Linked DNA regions of Drosophila melanogaster: region 2 is linked to region 1. A link is a contact called in public Hi-C data. All regions are on one chromosome and are shown on one strand. The core of a region is the stretch at or near the end of the contact, and the rest is flanking DNA. Distances in the headings are between cores, read along the strand shown.

Region 1 (5,918 bases), core at 2,132-4,631:
AGACGGCGTCTAAATGAAGGATATACGACATCTGTGGATGGCTGTGAATTAGGCTGAGTTAGATGACTTACAGGTGCTGATAGCAGGGATATGTTGTCTCCGAGATGCTCGTCACCGTCGTCCGGTAGTAGTTAATCATGTGAGGGTCCGTCTCGCTCTGAATGATGCGATGGATGCTGATGAGACGGGCGGCCGTGGGGTTGGAAATCAATAGCAGCGTAACCGCTGCCACACGAAGTTCTAGGCTGGCATTTCGGGACTCAAAGATTGGCCAGTAGACCTCGTATATGCGCTCCGCTCGACGATCGGCCAGTGCCAGGGTCGTCCAGGCGGCCTGGAACTTCAGATCCTCGTGCTCGTTGGGGTCCTGAACAATGGGCTCCAGATAGTTGGCCACGTTCCCCAATTGCAAGTTGTTTAGACCCTGCAGATACAACATCTTCTGGTCGAAGTCGCGATCGCCTGCGATGAATGATATTAGTTTATATGGAACTCATGGTTATTTGGAACACTTACTTAGATAGGCATTAAAGTACTTCTGGACATACTCCTCAAACTTTTCCTTATCGATGCCCTTGGCCACATAGACATTATGGATGAGCGTGGCAAAGCTAAGGATAGCGGCCTGCCGCACATCCGGGCGATCGGGTCCGATATTGAGGAAGTCCTCGCACTTTTGCACCAACTCCGCCGAGAGCTCGAAGATGTGGAATGGCATGGGTATGAGCAGTTGCACAGCGATTTGCGGCTTAGTCAATTTGTTGAGCACCAGGTGGTGGGTCAGAAAAACGGATGCTTTAGTTCCAATGCGGGGAATGATTTCATGAAAGATGTTGCGAATGGTCTCCTGGCGATAGGAGGTGCCAATGTCCACCTCCCGATAGAGTTTAGTGAGCGAATCAAAGTCCATCTCGCTGAGAAGCTTGATCACGTCGGAGAGAGTGGAGTCGTAGGGCTCCGAGAACTTGAATTCCGTTGTCTCTAGTGCTTCGGCCAGACTGTCTAAGAGCGTCCCCGCCTGGGCAATCAGCGTCTCCTGCTGCTGAGGGCTACGACCTCCAGTGGGATCGTTGGGATCCAGCCGCTGCAGCTCCAGGTTGGATGGCTCTGCTGCCATTGAGGTTTCAATATCGATGGGATTGTCGATGGGCGTCTCGTTAAGGAAATTGAGCAGCAACTCCGAGTTAATGAATTGTGCTTCTCCCGTGGATTCGAACGTGTGGATCAGGGTTGTGCCCTTGGCATGGGCCATGCTCAGATAGTAACCCGTTTCGTTGTGCGGTGACATCCCGTAGATGGCCTCATTGCCAATGATCACACTCTTCTGGTGATCGAATTCGCACGTATTGGGCGGCACGTTGCTGCGTGTAGTGTGAACCGCCTCCGAGTACGGCTTGCAGGTCTTGACCTCCGGCGTTTTGCGGATGGAGATGTAGTTTGTCCTGTTGGACACAAAGTACTCCGTGCGGCAAGTGCCGTGAATACCCAGCTACCAGTAAAAATAATAAAGTTTAAATTAGGAATTATGTATATCGGATGGTATAACTTACCTCATCCACGACGAAGGCCCCGCTGGACTTCATCTGGAACTGCAGCACCGATGCGATGGCCCGCTTGAAGTTCATGCTCCATATGGGATCGCCTTCCTTGAAGACCACATGTGAGATGGCGCCATCCTTGGTGAGAGCGATCTTGAAGGGCTTGTAGGGCGGGTACATCTCCTTGTTCTGCAGGAACTTCTCGCCGGAGTTGTTCAGCGTTACATCGTCTATGACCAGCTGTCGGGTAGAGAGCGAGCGAGAGAGAGAGAGAGCAGAGCAGAGCAGACGATTAGCCGGGAAAGCCCTGCAATAATGCTGTAATCTTCTATCGACCAGGGTCGAGCCCAACTGAACCGGCTGATAAGACGCGCCGAGACGCCGTTTATCTGGCCAGCAGAAATTAGTCAGATCGGCGCTCTCATATGGCGTACATGCACCATACCATGCCCAGGCGCAGGTCCAGATGCCTGATCACTGATAAGCGAGGGACTCTCTACTCCTAGAGAGTCACTCTCAGTCAAAACAATCAGAGCTGATTAACAAAAGGGAATGGCATTATCTGTGGGGGCTCAATGAAAGAAGTTCACAACCGAGTTCAGTTTATTGTGGCGAATCCGCTCCGATCTTTTCCAGAGTCGCTACCGCTCAGTGAATGGTTAAATTGTCTTTAATTCATCTGCGAATTCTTCTTCGTCTGCGGAGGCTGACAAGAAGTCGCGCTGCAGATGGTGATGGGGAATGGGAAGTGGAATATGGGAATGGGGGCTATAGAATGCGCCGATTGGATCGTATAAATTGATAATGAAATCAATAAATTGATTTGATTTTTCACCGATTTCCAATTGATATACACATTCTTCTACATACAAGAAGTATGAGTAAATACTAGTATGGATCGATTTGTATAAACAAAAATAATATTGAGAAACGCTTGCCGGAGATCAACTGAAACATCTCCGAAACTGGAACTGATCCTAGACAACTTACCGCCGCAGCCAAGACCAGCTCGCTTTGCCGCTGGAGCGTCAGCTTGCCCCGCACAATCCATCCGGTGGTGGGTGGCGCCTGGTGGCCCTCGTCCTGGGGCTTTGCACCCACCAGGACATTGCCCTCGTACTCGTAGAGCATCTGTTTGTTGAGGCCAATGATGCTGAAGGCATGGCCGGCATCGAAGATCAGGAACAGATCTGCCGGATAAATAGATAAATGGGAAATTGAACTTCAATTCGATGGATGCTCCTCCCATCCGCTCGTGTTCATCCATCCCTCCCGCCATCTATGTCGCATTCGCGCGGACGGGCAATAAACTCTTCAATTATCAATTGAATTTCTTATATATATATATATATAGATATATACTAAATGTGCATGTGTATATATAATATATATAAACATATTTGAATGATCGCAAAACGCTTTAATCAATGTTGCTTCTAGGTTTCTTTTTGATGCGCGCCTCGTCAATGAATAATTACGTCATATTCTTTTATTAGTTTCTGATACAGTTGGGATTATCAACTAGGTTACTCTCACGTACACACAAACACGGAACACTTGAGTAGCCTCATGGCCTGCTACTTGCTACTAGCTACTTCCTTCCGAGGTCGTGGCACTCGCTTTTCCACAGATCTTCCGACGCTTTTCACTTCGCGCACAGATTTCTCAATGTAGTATCAGTGAATATATGTATATATATTATATATAATATATATATCAACGCGACTGTATATTATCAGATTTTTCAAAGAAGCCGACGCTTTTCCTCCTTTATCGCCAACGCGTCTAATTCCCGGATCACAGCTCGACACGTCCGCTCTGTTCGCGATCCAAGCTCAAACTGAGCGGACATAACAGCCGGATGGTTGGCCTTGCTGGAGGTTTCGTTGATAAGAATCATGCTGCGAAGAGCAGCTTGGCAGCTGGGCTCTCTTACGATCTCTTGGGAAATGTCCTATAAATAGATTTTTGCCGCGTCCACTGGAACAACGTCTTACGGACCAGAAAACGGATTCTCAAATCTGATACATTCTGTTTAGAGGATTTTAAGATATCTTGCATAACATTATCTTACAATATTCCCAAGGACAATTTCGTATCCCTTCAAGACTTAATAATTTAATAAGGACTAGAAATACACAATATTGCGCTATTTATTTGGTACCAGACACATTTAAATTATATTAAATCTCGCGGATTGTCTATAAAAATCTACGTTATTTATTAGTATAAGAGTAGCATATAAGGTTACTTATAGACGAACTAAGACTTTGACGAGCTGCTCTCATACGTATAACAATACACCACAAATCACATGGAATCAGGAATATCAGAAACTACTCTGTATGTCACTTAAGGCTAGCGTGCTCCCCCATGAGCATGTCCTGCCCTGAAGTGGGCACCACCCGTTCCAGTACCACTTGGTCCTCCTGCTCCTCCTGCCCTGCGTTTCTCCGATCCCGATTCTGCACTAGCGTCTCCGTTATCAGAACCACCACTCTGTTCTGCATCTAGATTCTTGAGTTGCTGTTGCCACATGTCCGCGTAGATGCCATCTTCGCGCAGCACAAGCTCTTCGTGTCGCCCACGCTCCGCTATGCTTCCCTGCTGCAGGACCAGAATCTCGTCCGCATGGATGATGGTGGAAAGACGATGGGCAACAATGATGGTGGTACGATTTGCGCACACCCTGGCCAAAGCAGCCTGAATATTGCGTTCTGTGTGGGTGTCCAAAGCTGAGGTGGCTTCATCCAGGAGCACAATAATGGGCGCCTTAAGAAGCGTTCTGGCGATGGCTACGCGTTGCTTTTCACCTCCACTGAGCCGCAGACCTCGTTCGCCCACCTTTGTCTCATATTTCTCCGGAAAGCCGAGAATCCTTTCGTGAATGTCGGCGGCGCGAGCAGCCTCATAGACAGCTTCGTCCGAAGCGCCCAACTTGGCATATTCAATGTTGTAGAAGATGGTGTTGTTAAAGAGAACCGTATCCTGGGGCACCACTCCAATGGCCTTTCGCAGACTCTGCTGCTGCACAAGCTTGATGTTTTGTCCGTCAATCAGGATAGCACCAGTCTGCACATCGTAAAAGCGGAAAAGCAGCCGCATGATGGTGCTCTTACCGGCTCCAGAGGGTCCAACAATCGCTACCGTCTTACCGGCCGGAACTGTGAAGCTCACATTGCGCAGCACTATCTTCTCCGGTGAATAGCCAAAGGTCACGTTTGAGAACTCAATGCCACCGCCGGCAGTTAGAAGGGGCGAACAGCCTGGGGCATCCACAATCTCTTCCTCCTCTTTCAGCAGATCGAACATGTTCTCCATGTCCACGAAGTTCTTCTGTATGGCTCGGTAATAGGTGCCGAACCAATTCAGTGGCATGTACAATTCCATCAGATAGGTGGAGAAGAGCACAAAATCGCCCACGGTGAGGGTTTGATGGTGAACTACCAAGTATACACAGAGCAGCGATCCGGCCAGTAGGCCCAAGCACAAAATAATATTCTGGGCTGTGTTCAGCATGTTGAGTGTCAGCATTGAGAGGAACTCTTCCTTTTGGTACTTGAGAATGGCCTCCCTGTAGCAATCCACCTCGTAGTGCTCCGCTCCGTAGTACTTGACTGTTTCGAAATTGAGAAGGGAGTCCACGCTGCGAGCTCGCTGCTCATTGTCCGCCAGGTTCATTCTCCTCTGGTACTTGGTTCTCCATTCAGTGATTGCAATGGTAGAGGCTGTAAAACGGAAGGATATTTTGAAATACGAATGGAATTAATCGAATAATTTTTATCACTTACCTATATACAGGAACATGGTGAGGAAGACGATTAGGCCAAACCACCAATTGAAGGCGTAAACAAAGTATGCCACGGCAACGAGTAGATCGAGAATGGTTGGTGCGATCGAGAAGACAATATAGTTGAGGAGGTTGTTGATCGAGTCCGTGCCGCGATCCATGACACGCAACACCTCTCCCGTTTTGCGTTGCAAGTGCCATCTAAGCGAAAGCTGGTGCAGATGCCGGAACAGCTCAATCTCGATCTCCCGGGTCGTGTACTGTTGAACCCGTATCCAGAGGAAGGTGCGAAGGTTATTAAATAATCCCATGCTACCAGTGCCGCCACCCTGGAGGAAGGACAATGCCACATAGATCAGCACAAAGTCCCAGCGAAAGACGATCGGTGCAATGGTAAGACTGTCAACTGTCGAAACAGGAGATTAGCAATGAATTACTTAACGAATTACGTTCATAATTCTTGACCTACCCAACTTCTTGCGATAAATCGGCAAAAACAGCTTTATGACTCGACCGGCAAGCAGCAGTATAATGCAAACGATGACGGCTATCTGCAGAGCAATATTCTTTTTAGGCCAGAGGTACGGAAA
Region 2 (6,396 bases), core at 3,345-5,844, 590 kb after region 1:
CTTGGCCACAACGGTGCAGGCTATTAGATCACTATTGTCTAGATGGATAATGGTTAGCCTTAATATATACATACATCATCGTAGGAGGAGTATACTTACTCAGATCGAGTACGTTCTCCACCTGAACCAGATTGACTACATTTGTAAGCGGCAATAGCGATTCCTTCTCATTCAAAAACTTTTGGCACGTGCGACGCAGCAGGAAGTAAACGCGAATGGCTCGGCGTGCCTTTTCCACCTCCCCGCAGGGAAGTCGTCGCGTAAAGTTGATTCCAGTAAGTGGCGTTCCCGTGGGAGGCAGTAGAATGGTGGAGTCCATGCACAGGAATTCCACGTTCAGTTGCGCCTTTCGCATCTCGTTGTATTCGTCTTCGAACAGGTCTAGGAAGATGTCCTCCGACTTGTAGAAGTTACGGATCACCACCATCGACTGATTGCGGGCGCTGAAGAGCAGATCCTGTTGTGCGGCGGTTATGCAGCGCGAATCATCCGAGCTGGGACGGGTGAAAGTGACCAGTAACTCCAAGGCAATCTCCACGGTAATCAACCGAATGCGGGACGCTTTAGGGAATTCAAATGGAATTATTAAAGAGCTAATGATAACCGGAGTTCGAACAGTTGTACATACATGGCTGACTGGACTGGGTGATGATGTTTAACAGATGCTCAATCAAGGCTGTCTTATAACTGAAGGCGCCACGGGTTGATTTTGCAAGAACCTGCTCGAACCACTCATTCTTGATGCCTATATGGAAAGGTACATAAAGATATTTATTAAGGAGACTATGATAGATGCATACGATTGATTAGTACGGGCAGTGGACGAGTTACATACCATCTGAACGGATTGGGACATGTACCAGAATGTGACATTTTCATTACACACAAAGAAAGCAATTAGAATGAAGCAAAAATGGGGTGATCAGAGCAATGGAAAGTTACACAACATTAGCCAAAAAAAACGTCAAATTGAGTTAAGGGAAATATCCATGAATATTACCTCTATTGTGCGACATAGCATATATGAGGCACAGCGACAGCAGGGCAAGGTAATCGTTTTCGGTGCAGTCCAAAGCATGCAGGACCGTGTCTAAAAACGGTTTGGCCATCTCAGCAAAGTCAGCCTTCGTTGAGGAAGATGACTTCTGCAGCAGCTGCTTTTCCTCGTCAGTTATGTTGCGCAGTTTAATCTGCTCCGCTTCAACCGCATCTGCTTGAGAGTCCAGTTCTGTGGTGGCTGGGGATGAGGACTCCACGCCACTGTCCTCGCTAAGGGCATAGCTGGACGAGCTGGACTGACCGGTGACTGTATCCAAGGCCTGTTCGAGACTCTCGTCGGGCTCGCCGAAGCCAGGCACAACCACCTCGCGGTGCTCAACGTATGAATTAAGAATCTCGGCTGCACCCTCCTTAAAAACGCTGTGGTCACCATTGAGGATAACCCAGGCCAGAGCGTGCACCAGAGGGGCATGCGAAACCACCAGGAAGACCAATGAGAGCAGGAAAAGGGCCACGATGGAGCTCACTCGCGGATTGTGCATCTCCTGTATGTCGATGTCCACATTGCGATTAAGCACAGCAGCTAGATTCTGGGTAACCACTGCCAGTGAGGGCGGGGGCGGAGCTGGTGTAAGTGAGAATATGTACAGAGGCACGAATAGCTTATGCAGCAAGTGCTCGGTTAACACCGCGTTCAGATCCTTGATTTCCAGTAGAAGAATGTCACTCAAATAATGCAAATGATCCAGATGCTCGGCAACCAAATTGGACAGCTTTTGATTCGATTGATGGCTGCGGATGAATTAAGAAATCAATACTATAAAACGAGGGACTATATTACAATAACTCTTACTCTATATCTGTGCGAACACAAGTGTCTAGTTCAAGAATGTGTTTGCCGATAAACCAGACCAGATTACTGAAATATGGAGCAGCCGTTCTAGGGAGAAAAAAATAGTTTAATGGAGCTCATGGGACTGAAGGCAAAGGTCGTACTTGTCTCGAATAAAACGCAACATGCTTGGATTTTGAACCTTGTAGACATTTAAGGAAATGGTGCGCACTGCAATTCTCACCATTGACTCGGGATGATTAAAGAACTTAATAGCCTCTGTATACAAGGGAAAGTCATTTGTGTGCTGTAAGGAATATGTCACATTAAATGGATGTAAATATGTGTTTTAGGCAATGCAAACCTCATTGTAAAAGAAGTGTATTGTGTGAGTGTTTAACTTTAGACTTAGCGTCTTTAAAAAAAGTATATAATAGCCCATCACATCCTCGTCGGAGAAGTCAAACTTGTGCACCATGATAGAATTTACATGGTTGTTGCTCAACAGATAATCTGCAACGTCATAGGAATGATTACGTCTACTGTATTATAGAAACTGTTGAAAATTGTACTTACACAGGGACGTCTCGTTGCGTATGTTCTCAAAGAGGATGTTGAGAGTCTGAAGGAGCTGCACGCAGACGAAACTCGAGCCTCCACTCTTTTGTCGCATTATGTGCAGGAAATACGATAGCATATTCTTCTCCAAGAAGAAGCTGTTGCAAATAATTAGATTAAGGTTTATTACATTGAGATGCTTAATACTCACTCAAACACCAGCGAGTCATGCTGGTCGCCCCAAATCAGGATCTCTGCGATGCAGCGCAGCGACTCCACCAGCAGGCCACGATTACTTTCCGACACGGTGGTGTTCTTCTCCAGAATGCTGTACAGGTACTTAAGGTGCTCCAGCGACAAGCGGTTTTTGGGCCGCCCACCCCAGGGTCCGCCAAACCAGCTGCGACTCCGGAACATGTTGGCAACTAGGATGGAATCAACTGGCCACGATCCGCCTGACTGCTCTCATATCAGGGTAAGGAGGAGTGCGGGAGCGCTGTTCTCTTGGATCTTTGCATGCACTACTGCTCACGGTCACGCCACTGGGTTGGCCCACAATAAGGGGGCACCTAATGCCTGCGATTGCACGAATCTAATATTGTAATTTGCGAATGGCGATTTTTTCCAACAAATTGCTCTTCTTCTTCACGGGGAACACAAGTGTCACAGTCAGCTGTTGCTTCCGCCCATATTTATGGTTATCGGTATCGAAGTAACAGAGATGACAAGTGGCTATTTTGTTGTGATTGCATGAGAACTGCGACTGGTTCACGACTTTTAAAAACCTCTCAAAAGAACCGTTTGAATTTTGTAAAACCAGACAGTAAAATTTGGAACAAACCTCATATATTAATAGCATATCACACCATGCATTTTACATTAAATATAATTAATGGATTTTTTTGGTACCGTTTGTTATGAAAATGGGTTCACATTTGCATATTCTACAGAGGTGAAAATGTACGAGAACTGAATTTGATACGTTTTGCTACAGTTTGACTATTATTTTACACATCATCCACGAATACGGCTTTATTTGTTGATCTGCAGAGCATTAGCTAGCTAGGTTTTTATTTAAAGTTGATGGAATACGAGCCCGTGTTGGGATCCTGTTGCATTTGGAAATTCTGTGTAGACAGTCCGAACGGTTTGAGTATCATGTTGCCCAGGTCCTTTAAGCTGGACATCATCTCGTTTTTGAGCTTCTCGTTGCGCTCGTTTATAATTGGCGGCAGCCGAATCTGAGCCTCGCGAGCCTCCTGCTGACCGGGATCGATCTCAGTAACTTTTTTGTAGTCCTCCAGAGCCTCGTCGGGCTTGTCTTCTTGCTCATAGAGCTTGGCGCGCCTGTAAGATGTAATTAGACTTTAGAAATTTTAAGGGAGATATTAAAATAAAGACCTTAAAAGCACCCTCACATACTCCGGCCACAGTTCTATAGCCTTTGTGCAGTCGTCGATGGCCGCTTTGTTGGCCTCCAGCTTAATCTTGGCAGCAGCCCTGTTTCCGTAGAGAACTGCTCGCTCCTTGGAGCTGGCCGAGGGGCAAATGTCTAAGGCTTCTGTGTAGGTCTTGGCGGCGCCTTCGGCGTCGTCATTTTTGAACAACTCGTTGCCCTCAACTTTCAGCTTATCGGCCTTTTCTTTGTTAGCTGTCAGCTGCTCTGGGCTGAGATCCTTCTCCCGTTCGCGCAACTCCTCAATGGTTAGCTCAGAGTCCACTGTCGTTGGTGTCGCGATGGAATCTCCACCAGCCGCGCCCTGTTCCGCTTCGTCATCCAACGCCAGCTGGTTTTGCTTCTCCACGATCTCATCCACGTCCTTTTCGCTCTGCCGCGTGCTGGTGGCCTCTTTTTCGGTTATCTCCTCCCCGATCGCATCATGGAATTCGTCGTCACTGTTGGCGTTGCCTGCCATTCTTTTTAAAATTGATCCTTACCGAATTTACTGGAGATTTCGGTTTGTTGTTCAGCAACAAATAAAGCTCCTCATGCTAACGATAACTGTGCATATCGATAACACCGATGTCGTACAGTGTTGACAAAGGTAGGTTTCTGATTAGGTACCTTCCCAAGCTAAGAAATGTTAGGTACAGATAATTTTTAAAACAAATAATTTAAGGATAATCCTTAATGTTGTATTTGGCAAAGATGAAGACCAATTTAAAATAAACATTTAATCTTTTACAGCTTCCCTTGATAAGGGAAGCTGTAAATAAACTCTTTCCAACACTACCGCTTGTTAACGATTTGACTGCTGCCCATGCGAATTGGTAAATACGGGAAAAATGGACTTAGGAGCTTATAAATTGAGTGAATACATCCCCGCCAAGCCGCTGGTCGGTAATCTGGAGTTGTGTTTCACGGACGAAGAGCAGGTGAGTTAGGAGCTACCGTGAGAATAGCCTTTTCAAGCCTATCTTTGTAGAGACCCACCGAAACATGCGGCCAACTTAAATGCTGCGATATTTTAAAGTTCCCATTCGCCCGCCCTGATTTCCAGCCAAGTTCAGTGGAGATAAAGGAGAGCAAGGTGCTCGTGTCTGCTGATAAGGCTACAGAGACAAAACGCGTGGTGGAGCTGACTCTGGAGTCCACGTTCGATTACCAGCCCGGGGATACCATTGGAATTTTGCCTGCTAATAAACTCGAACAAGTGGAAAGTCTGCTCCATCGGCTGGAACTGTTAGACCAGGCCGACACCACTTGCCACTTAAAGTTGGTGTTCAACTGCGCCAATAAGAATGCTAAGCTACCCGCCCACATTCCAGCAACTACTACTCCCCGGGAGATCCTTACCCACTGCCTCTCCCTTAATTTTGTTCCGCAGAAGCAGCTCCTCAGCGCCCTGGCCGGATTTACAAGCGATGACAAAGAGCGTTGTTTCCTGTCCTGTCTGTCCTCTAAACAGGCCACCGAGTACTACCAATCGCTGATATTAGAGCAAGGCCTGCTTTTCATAGACATTCTTGAAGTGTGCGTCAACTGCAGGCCACCACTGGCATTCCTGGCAGAGCACTTGCCACGGCTGCTGCCGCGACCGTACTCCATTGCCAACAGTCCCTTGGAGGCTAGTAATCGCGAACTTCGCGTTATCTACTCGCTGCTCAGCCTCAAACCTGGAGTCACAACCAGCATGTTGGAGGCGGCTGCACAGCAAAGCAGTCCGGAGCATTCCAAAAAAGTAGTTATCTACCCACGAATGAGCAACCTATTCCGTTACACAGAGCGGGATGTGGGCAGAAACCAAATACTTATTGCTGTTGGCACAGGTCTGGCGCCTTTTCTTGGATTCTTAGCCCACAAGGAAGAGCTTATAAAACAGCAGCCGCAACAGCCAAGCGGGCAATCCTGGCTCTACATTGGTGCCAAGACCCCAGAAGCAGTTCTTAAGCGTGAAAAACTAATGGAGTGGCAGGAATCTTCGTTGCTCGAGCGCCTACGGATGTGTTACTCGCGAGGCGAATCCCCCAGCTACGTGCAACATATGTTGGAGGAGGACTGTGAGGATCTGGTCGAGTTCCTGATGAAGTCAGAGACTGTGTTGTACATTTGTGCCGATGGCGCCAAGATTTCGCAGTCCATTGCAGGTGTTTTAAGTCGTTGCTTGCAGAAGGCTATGCATCTCACTGAAGAAGAAGCTTCGCAGCTGTTAAAAAAACTGAGGAAGCAGGACAAATACCGCGAGGATGTTTGGCTGTAATGGACAAGTCTTAGGTGCAGTCAAAATAAAAGCTTCATTAATTAAGCCCTATAAATAAATACCTTAATATATTAGTCGTTTGTAACTCTTACAGAAAATTTGAATTTTTAGTGTGTTTGTTGTTTTTACGTACGGTTAAGGTCGTTTATTTTCATAATTGAAAATAAGTGTAGCAAAGGAACCACTTCCACTGCTCATTTGAGTAGCTAATGTATGCAAGTATTTGCACTCAGATGTTTGTAAATCAATTGCTATTATTTTAACTGCAGCCTCAATGTAAATAATTATAAAACAGAAAGCTTTGGT

The links. A called contact is a pair of places that touch in the nucleus more often than the background predicts.
Region 2: a contact with region 1 is called in a Hi-C map of the Kc167 cell line, with 2.2 times the contacts expected there. A contact is called at or near these places in 4 of 107 Hi-C or Micro-C datasets (the Kc167 cell line and the S2 cell line).

What each region holds. Positions count from the first base shown.
Region 1 is chr3R:15,850,200-15,856,117 of dm6, forward strand. cv-d (crossveinless d) reads right to left here and starts at 3,382. Exons shown (of 15, transcript NM_169676.2): 1 at 3,079-3,382; 2 at 2,529-2,728; 3 at 1,551-1,778; 4 at 517-1,489; 5 at 72-462; 6 at 1-9. The coding sequence starts at 3,109. It overlaps Hmt-1 (Heavy metal tolerance factor 1), which reads right to left. Exons shown (of 6, transcript NM_142246.3): 4 at 5,798-5,918; 5 at 5,330-5,734; 6 at 3,669-5,266. The coding sequence ends at 3,897.
Region 2 is chr3R:16,438,613-16,445,008 of dm6, forward strand. It overlaps CG14882, which reads left to right and starts at 4,595. Exons shown (of 2, transcript NM_001275708.1): 1 at 4,595-4,765; 2 at 4,816-6,396. The coding sequence starts at 4,676. The coding sequence ends at 6,090. It overlaps Ttc1 (Tetratricopeptide repeat domain 1), which reads right to left and starts at 4,395. Exons shown (of 2, transcript NM_001275707.1): 1 at 3,791-4,395; 2 at 3,231-3,736. The coding sequence starts at 4,305. The coding sequence ends at 3,460. It overlaps ema (endosomal maturation defective), which reads right to left and starts at 3,049. Exons shown (of 11, transcript NM_142285.2): 1 at 2,601-3,049; 2 at 2,408-2,547; 3 at 2,196-2,344; 4 at 1,996-2,138; 5 at 1,853-1,939; 6 at 1,001-1,791; 7 at 629-745; 8 at 100-561; 9 at 1-38. The coding sequence starts at 2,806. Pak3 (Pak3,) reads right to left here. Exons shown (of 2, transcript NM_169719.3): 2 at 6,395-6,396.